Linked DNA regions of Gossypium hirsutum: region 2 is linked to region 1. A link is a contact called in public Hi-C data. All regions are on one chromosome and are shown on one strand. The core of a region is the stretch at or near the end of the contact, and the rest is flanking DNA. Distances in the headings are between cores, read along the strand shown. Region 1 holds the start of LOC107948295 (zinc finger A20 and AN1 domain-containing stress-associated protein 6). Region 2 holds the start of LOC107948381.

Region 1 (4,692 bases), core at 395-2,894:
CATCTTGAAATTTAAACCCATGTCGTCTTTTAGTAATTACATTAAACCTTTAGACTTCAATCCTAAATACAAAATACTGTTAATCCCCCCCTTGAATAGCTAGAGACGACAAGACGACTATGCACATTTAAAAGAACCTGTAAGTGCGAAATTAATGCTTTTCATAAGAAAATACTTTTCCGATCACTAAATTGATAAAATTGAAACTGTAATAAGAATCTTGAATTAACAAAATAATGTAGTATTTATTTTGTAAATTTAAGATGCAACATAAAAACAAAATGGAAGGGACAGAAGTTGTCATTTTCTTTTTCAAAAGATAATAAAGAAGGACCACCCCAATAAAAACAACTACATTTAAGGAAATAGCTTTCATGGCTTTTCATGATCGGCCGCTGCCAGCACATTTACACACTATTACTTGAAAATATAAATAAAAACTTCAAATGGAAGAAGCAGGAATCTACATTTCTTTTTCTTTTTTTCACCACAAGGGATTAAAAGAAGAAAAGAAAAAGTGACTTTTTTTTTTTTTACAAAGCAAAAGAGGAAGAGAAAAAAAAAAACTAAAGAGGCACATAATTTAAATATTATTATAAAATATTTATATTTTAAGAAGAAAATATATTTATCCAGCCCAATTGGTTTACTCTTGGTGGTAGGGACCACCTCCGAAACACGTGTCTCGACCTTATCAACGTTTGATGAAATTTGAAATTTTCCCAATGGCTTGGCTTCCCATCATCATCATCTTCTACTCAAATCTTCTCGAGCTTCTCTGCTTTGACGAGGGGATTAGCGCGTGCTATCTCCTCTCTGCCGACCTTCTTGAAATCGAACGTACACCCGTGATTCTCAGGGTACCTGTGGGACCCACAAAACGTAACACCGCACTTGCATCTGAATCCGGTCAACCCGACCCGCTTCCTGCAAACCATGCACCGATTCGGTTGTTGCTGCGATCGCTGTTCGGCCGCCGATGCAATCTCCGGAACCGCCGATTCTCTGTTGACTTCATGGAGAGCCAAAAGAGGAACCTGAGAAATGGATTCGACGACCGTTGATGAAGACGAAGGGGAAGAGGAAAGAGCGGATTTGATCGAAGAAGCTTCCTGTTCCTTGAGACAGAGATCTCTGTAACATTTGGAGCAAAGGTTCATCGTCGCCGAACTTCCGAAAAAGCCGCAGTTATTGACGCAAAGACGATGGCCTTCTGGCGCTTGGCATCTATGCTCCTCTGCCATTCTTTTTTCTCTCGATCTGTTAAATTTTAATTTTCTTAAAGATCAGATCTACAATCTAAAATTCAAATCATAAAAAAAAAAGAATCAAACTAGAGGAACAGCGAAATACAAAATAAAAGGGTGAGAAAGAGAAGTACCTTGAAAGGAAAAGGTGAAAGAAAATAAATAAGAAGCAGAAAGGGAGAATATGAACAAAGGAAAGGATTATCAGAAAGATCAGAGAAAAGAATATTAGAGTGGATGGAGGATAAAGGAAAAAGAGGAGCCAACAACGAAAAAGAGACAAAAAAAAAAAAAGAGTAATAATTTTAAATGTTTTTTCTTTATTTTCTAATTGAATTTTTTTGAAAAATAAAATAATATGGGAATATCTGAAAAGACAGGCTGGCAGTATAACGCTAAAATTGGAAAGTCCAGGCCACGTCCTTTTGGTTATCTTAATTGCCTGCAAATCAAAAATCGCCACGAAAATTCATGCACAAAGGGCAAAAAAAGAAGAGAAATTAAAATTACAGCTGCGTGCTGTCACTCCTAAGTCCTACCTGTCCAGGTTAACACGTGGCATCTGATCTGTGGCTTTAATTATTTTTGGATTAGAGATGAAAAAGTTCTTCGTTTTTTCGCTGAAGTGGTCCTCTTGTTCTTTTTTCTTTGGGTTGGTAGGATGTGGTTAATAATCTTTTATAAAATTTTATTTATGAATATTTTAGTGATTAAGATATTGTTTAAAAATTAAAATTAAAATTTATCTAATATGATCATCTTAGAAAATGCTTTGTTAGAATATTTTATAGGGTCAACTACATCACAAGTAAATTTGTTATGTGTTTGGCTATTCAATCAAGTTCGAAAGTTCGCTTTAAATTAGGAGAGATTAGAAAAAAATACGATATTTTAAAAATAGGTTTGAATAAAATTTAAAACCTATTTTTTATATGGGTTGAGTATTGGGCATAATTTTTTTTATCGAGCTCGGCTCGGCTTGACCTAAATATATTATATTATAAAAATATTATTTAATTATTTATTTATATTTATATTAAATCACCAACTTAATAATAATTAAAATCATTACCCAAAACCTAAAAAAAAAAGAAAAAAGAAAACCTTACCCAACTAAATAACTTAACCTAATATATAAAATTTTAAAATTATATTTAATATAATAAAATAATTATTATGATTATTTTTGCTTTATAATATAATAAAACATTGATTATATTTATGGTAGTATTTTTTTTAATATAAATACTTTTTAATGTATTTTTAATGTGTTAGAAAACTTTTATTTTAGCGTTTTTAGTACATTTTGTTGAAAAAATCCAGTTTGAAAGCAGTTTACTTGCACAATAGAAAATAAAAAAATTTGGATAAAAGATTCCTTGTCGTTCTCGGATTTCAACCAAACAATCTTCTCCACTATTCTCATACCTCGAATTACTACAAATGTGAGCCCGAATCAATTGAATCAAAATACAAAACTAGAAATTCTTTTCTTTTATATGGAAAGAAAAAAAAATCACTTCCCAAATAGAAACTAGTAGAATTGTTATTTCGGAAAAATATATTTAATAGTTGAGAATAAATTCACTCTATTTTTGGACTGTTGTCATCTATTTATAGGAATAGAAAGTAGAACATTTGTTGAATTGTAAAAGTTTATTTCAACTAGATAAACAAGTTCATACTTAAAGTAAGAGTAGGGTGGATGGCATCCCCTAGTATTCTTACTACGGCTACTGCCCCTTCATATACCATGAGGGGATTTTGAGTCTCTTTTACATCGGGTCCAATTATGAGTACTTCCTAGACTTTTCGACTCAGTACTTTGTAATTTGATCAACCCAATTCTATTTTTCTATTACCCAAAATAAACTTTGATATTTATATTTAATTAAATAATTTTCTCATCCAAATTTACCCCTGATAAAAATTTCGAAAAAATATATTTAATATTTCACCATTCAACTTGTTCACTATGATCGAATGATTTATTTTCATTTGAGGGCTTTAAAATATCTCAAAAGCATAAATTCATTCTTCTGATCATTTCTGAGTAATCCATGTTCATTTGCAAATGAATCATTTCTCATTTTCATTTTCATTTCAATTTCCATTTTGAGAAAACCACATTAATTCTCAAATGATTCTATTTCTCCATTTTGGAGAAAACCATAATTATTTCTGAATGTTTTCCATTTTTCTATTTCTATTCATTATGTTCATTTCGATTCGAACACACAATTCATTTCTAGTTTCAACGAGCTAGAGGGACCGATTGAACATATGCAATTGAGGCTCAAATGATTTATAATTAAGTTCCAACTTTTCGCGTATTAATTATAAACTCATTTAGTCATGAATTCATTCCACTATATTATCATGACTGAGCTCTCCCCATATGGCATACCATTACGAAAGCATTTCAATTAGTGCTTGTCCAATGACCTTGTCATAAGTGTGTTATCCTTATAGGATATCCTTAATCTCTTTGAGATAATATTCATTCTCCCAATATGATCATATTTTATCTCATGGTAACCATAAATCTTCCTTTATGAAAAGTCAGTTACTATCAAATAATAATCAAGTTATTCATCACAAAGACGAACCATGTAATGCTAATAAGAGAATACCATTTACTCATGTCTTGTGCTATGAATTTCACTGCAGTGAATGATGCTACATACTCCAGAAGTCGTACACCTAGTGCACCCACTTTTAGTTCTTTATCTATTCGAACTCAGGCTTTTACTTACATCAAAATGTGTGAGTCACACATAAATGTCTGTTATCCACTCAAAATTTAGGTATGTCACACTATGAACGTCACAAGTGAATAAAGCCATAAACGAATTTAGAATCTAATCTTCTTATGCCTAGTCTGATGTACTGCCAATTCAGTCAGTCACATATATATATCCTTATCTTCTAGGAGTCATCTGCTTTGATGCCTAAGACAAAACATCTCTTCAATTGGACTTGATAGACAACATATTAGTCTTTCAATCGATTTGCTCATTAGACTGAGGATATGTTTAGGTTCGTCTACAAATACAAGTTGTCTTTTCGTATCATGACCCAACCACATGATACCGCTAGTATTAGTTTAAACATTATACAACCAATGAGCAACATTTGTGTAACGACCCGAAAGTTAATGGTATTGGAAAGTGTGATTTTGGGACTTCGTTTCCTTAAACTGGACTCGTGAATATTTTTGTGAAATATTTATGAAGTTATAATTAAATCGAATTAAATTTCGGTTGGGTCATTTTATTGAATTAAGACTTAATTAGCGTACAGATACTAAATAACGTAAATGATAAAAGTGTGAATTGTTATTAAATTATGAGGTAGACCATGACTAAGGGACTTTTGAGGCAAATAGACCAATGGTTTAATAATAGTGGATGGTAGTGTGGTGCTTAAGATTAAAAATTTTGTA
Region 2 (4,550 bases), core at 251-2,750, 820 kb after region 1:
TAGAATTATGTAGTTATATAATAATTCCTAAGTGTCAAGGTTAGTAGGTACCTTCTACTTGTAATTAGGGCAATAATTGTTGTATAAACAAGAACAATTGAAGCTATAAGTGCTGTCCCGAAAGAAACTCTAATTAAATATTCAAGTGCAGCCTGCCAAAAAAGTAAAAGACTAAATTATTGCCCATAATGTTTGACATCCAGGATTTTTCTCCTTAGCCTCGACAAAAATGAAAAGAAAAATAAGTTATGAAAGTTCACCTTTGCTTTATCAACCCAAGGTTCAAATTTTATCCTAAATGACTTGGCAGCAAGTTTTGAACGATAATCTTTTGGAAAGACATAAAGGACATCACCTTCATCTGAAACCTGTTAAAACCATCTTGACAAAAAAGTGGAACTCACAAATCAAGAACTTCAAAGATCCCAGAAATAGATATTATAATACTAGAACAAGTCCCAAGAAGCAACATGATAATCCCCATACAAAAATCAGAAAAGGCTTTCCTACAGAGTAAGTCAATAACACAGGCAGGCTCTAGATTACTTCAGCTAGTTATCCAAAAACATACAACTAAAAAAGATAGCTTGGCTTCTAGAAATTAACTTTTGTAGGTCCAACTAAACCATGTATTTTCGTTTGTATGTTCAAACCGCTCTATCGAAACTCCTTTAAGTCCAATAACCAACAGTGAGCAGCATTTTAGTACAGCAGATACATCAACGGAGTTACACTGTTCGAGATCACTTCCAGACCATATCTACATCTATTTTAGCTTCAACCATACACCAAATCTCTTTTTTTCTTTTTTCTTTTTTTTTGGGGGGGGGAGGGGTGAACAAGTAGAGAAAAACCGATATGAAGTTGCGCATTTCACAATCTACTTTGGCATTTCGTTTCAAATAGTAATTCCACTCAACGAGAACCCTAACACAGATCAAATTTATGGAAGTTATAAAAATTCAAAGTACCTCCAAGAAACCGTTAGTATCGGAAGCAAGTGCTTGAAGAGCCTTTTTAGCTTGATTCAAGTTAAGCCCAGCTTTACTCGAAACATCTCCAACAGTAACCCTCCCGCCAAACGAGTCAACGGCCTCCATTGCTCGTTTTCTGACGTCAGAGGGTAACTTATCAGTCTCGACCGTACCTCCAGGCCTAATCGCGTCGCTTCCAACATCAAGACTTGCCTTAATGACGGGAAATGAAACCCTAGGTCTCAAAAAGTTCCCGGATGTTCTCGAGAACGTAGAAGAAGAAGTTAGTGGTTGGATTCCCGGAAAATTGAGAGAAACTTGGGGTTTTGAAGTTAGGAGACGAAACTTAGGTGATAGAGTAAGGCAAGTAGAGATTGAGGCCATCTTACGCAATTCCAAATATTATTAATTTTTGAAAAAAGAAGAAATTACTAGTTTCTTTTAGCTTCGGCAATGGAAGAGAATTTAGTTGTCTAGAGGAAAAGTGGTAAACTTGGCGGAGAAGAAGAGAGAGAAAAAGCGGGAGGATTATGTTTCTGGATTTACCTTTTTGCCCTTCTCGATATTTTTAGATTGACCATTATCTCCTTTAAGTTCGGCTTTTCATTTTAGCATGTTCTTTTGCTCGCTATTTATTTGGAGATTATTTTGAGTGAAATTAAAAAAAATTAATGGTTGTAGTGAGTTTAATTATTTGGGTTAAATATAAAATTAATATTAAAATCTGTTTGTTTAGTTTAAATTAATACTTATAGTTTTTTTTGTTTTAGATTAGTATTCAAATTTTTTTGTCCACTAGTTAAGTATTTGAGACTAAGGTTGTTAGTTTTTTTTGACGTGACAACGTTGCCTACTCATGCGTCGCCACGTAGCATGTGTTCTTTAGCCTCTTTTACTTTTTATTTTCTTTCTCATTTTCCTTCTTTTTTTTCTTTTTTTTTCCTACAAACTGTCATACTTTTACACTGTTAGCCACCATCTAGCCTCCTCCAATGAACTCTCTAACCAACGACGACCATCGTCCGACTTTCTTTCTTTTAACCTAAAGCTGAAGTAGAAGAAACAATTTTAAACGAAAAATACAACCTAAAACCTTGCAACGCTCTCTAATCTAATTTCTGCATGAGGTCGTCTCCATCTCAACGTGAGCTTTCCCATTCATTTTGACTTTCAGAAAATTTATACACTCTGTTAGTTTCAATTCTTCCATAAATGTCTTTATAAATGAATAGTTTGGAAAGCTTTAAGCATAAATTGAAAATCCTTTGTTTGATTTCTCCCGCTTTATTAATTTACCAATAAAAGTATTGATATTTAGCCCAAAAATTGGAAAAAGGTTCAAATATTTGAAATACGAATTTGTCAATTCATTAGAGGAAAAACTTTTAATCCCTTGATAAGGATTTATGCACTCTCGTTTAACCTTGTTTATGTTATCACAATATCCAGAAATTTTGTAAAAGAATTGATGAATAGGAGGTTTTATAAATTCAAACATGTAGACAAAGATAATGTGTTGGATTCATCTTCATCGTCTTGAGCAATCTGGTAACCTCCAGCATCTTAGAAAACTCTTGAGCAATCTCTGAGCATTTTGAGAAATGGCCATAAATCTCATTCAAAACCAGCATCAAATTCACACTAGAAACAACCTTCACACAATTCTCCTGAAATCTATCAGAGCCGTTTTCAAATGCTCGATTTGCACATGTTATTTTAGGGCTTTTTGTGTTTTTACTTTCGTGGTCTCTTTCGTGGTTTCTTTATATAGAGATTCGCAACTACTACAATTTAGGATTTCATTACAGTTTTCTATGAAAGACTGTTTGGATCTGGAGGAAAATTTTCTTTTTGTATTTTAAATTATTTAATGGACTTTTAGTGTAAAGTGGTGTCTTTGCATTTAGATCTTGTTGTACTTTACTTGGGTTTGGAACTGGTCAATAAGCCATCTTCGTTGTTGCTGGGAATGAAGTGGTAGGTGTTTGGATAGGAGGAAAGTGAAAGAAAACGATAATGAAGTGGTGGGTAAAAGAAAAAGAAAAAGAAAAATAAGAAAATAAAAGGAGGGAAAATAAAAAATTAAAAAAAGGCCAACTAGAATGTCACGTGGTGGCGTGCGATTGGCCAGCGCTGCCACATCAGAAAAAAAATTAACACCGTTAGTTTCAGGTACCAAACTATTGGACTAAAAACAAGTTCAAATACCAATCTAGAATAAATAAAAAAACCATAGGTACCAATCTAGGAGAAGTGAATAAGTCTGGACACTAATTTATATTTAAACCTAATTATTATAGTAAAGATATTATAATAAAATATATGTTTGGATTTAAAGATAATATTAGGAATAAGATTAAAACAGAAAATCATTATTAAGGATATTTAAATCAAAATGTTTATATATATAAAATAATAATTAGTAAAAAAATTAAGGTTAAATGTAAAATTTTTAACTCAAATATCAAAATTATATTCATATTAATATAACAAAATATGAAAAATTATTTGACATATTGTTAGTGAAGCTTTTTAAACTCCACAAATGAATTTAGGGTTTAATAAATGTATTATAAAGTGAAGTAAAAAATAAAAAAAATTATATAAATAATTGTGATATTTGTCTCACCTCCAATCTATTTGTGAAGTCTAAAAAATTTCATAATTTATAAGTTATATTTATATTAAAGAAACAATTAACAAAACAAAAAAATTTTAAAATGGATGGTGGAGAATATAATATATTTTATACACCTCAATAAAATTATACTATGATATTTATATATTTTAATAATAGTTAAAATTTTAAACTTTTATTTGCACGCGATGTTATTTACGATAAACTATTCCATTAATCCCTCTAAAATAGAATTGTTCTTAATTTGATCACTCTAATTTTTCTGGTCAATTTAGTCATTATCTCACTAACGGGAAGCTGACTAGACTTATCACGTGTATTATTTTTTCATGTATCTTTCACATAATTAAGGTATTATAAATAAAATATTAATGATTTATTAATGTTATTTAAGAAATTTTAACCCTATAGAAATTTCTTCATGTCATCTATTCATTGTCAATTTTAAGGTTTCTTATTTTTCTTTATCTTCTTTCTACTATATTAGGAGTTTCTTATTTTTCCTCCCCATAAATGAACTGATGAAATTAAACTCATCGAAAGTGTCTCCGAACTATCTTCAACAGCTTCTTTGTGTTCAACAAATATCTAAAATTGGAATTTACCTATCAAATTTAAAAAAGAAAAAAAAGGGAATTAAAAAAATAAAAATCGTCCTATCTTTATCCCCTAACTTTTATTTTGAAGGACAGAGATAGAATTAACTAAAAAATTGAAATCAATAAATGAGAATCAAATTATAAAAAAATATAATTTATTTCTGTTTTGTTTGTATGATAATTCAATCATAAATTAAAAAAAAAGAATTAAGATGTTTAAAATGTAAATGGAGTATCACTAATTTCTGCAAAATTTGTTCATAGTTTTTTAAACTAACCTTATCAAAATTGCAATAGAGAATGCTATTGTAAGTTTAGAACTTACTCTGTCTTTCCATT

The links. Hi-C and Micro-C count contacts between places; a contact is called where the count stands out from the background.
Region 2: a contact with region 1 is called in a Hi-C map of leaf, with 2.9 times the contacts expected there. The contact joins the promoter of LOC107948381 here to the promoter of LOC107948295 in region 1. A contact is called at or near these places in 2 of 34 Hi-C or Micro-C datasets (callus and leaf).

What each region holds. Positions count from the first base shown.
Region 1 is chrA04:49,981,787-49,986,478 of Gossypium_hirsutum_v2.1, forward strand. It overlaps LOC107948295 (zinc finger A20 and AN1 domain-containing stress-associated protein 6), which reads right to left and starts at 1,645. Exons shown (of 2, transcript XM_016882793.2): 1 at 1,382-1,645; 2 at 357-1,260. The coding sequence starts at 1,244. The coding sequence ends at 759.
Region 2 is chrA04:50,805,233-50,809,782 of Gossypium_hirsutum_v2.1, forward strand. LOC107948381 reads right to left here and starts at 1,501. Exons shown (of 14, transcript XM_016882910.2): 1 at 972-1,501; 2 at 261-368; 3 at 52-152. The coding sequence starts at 1,358.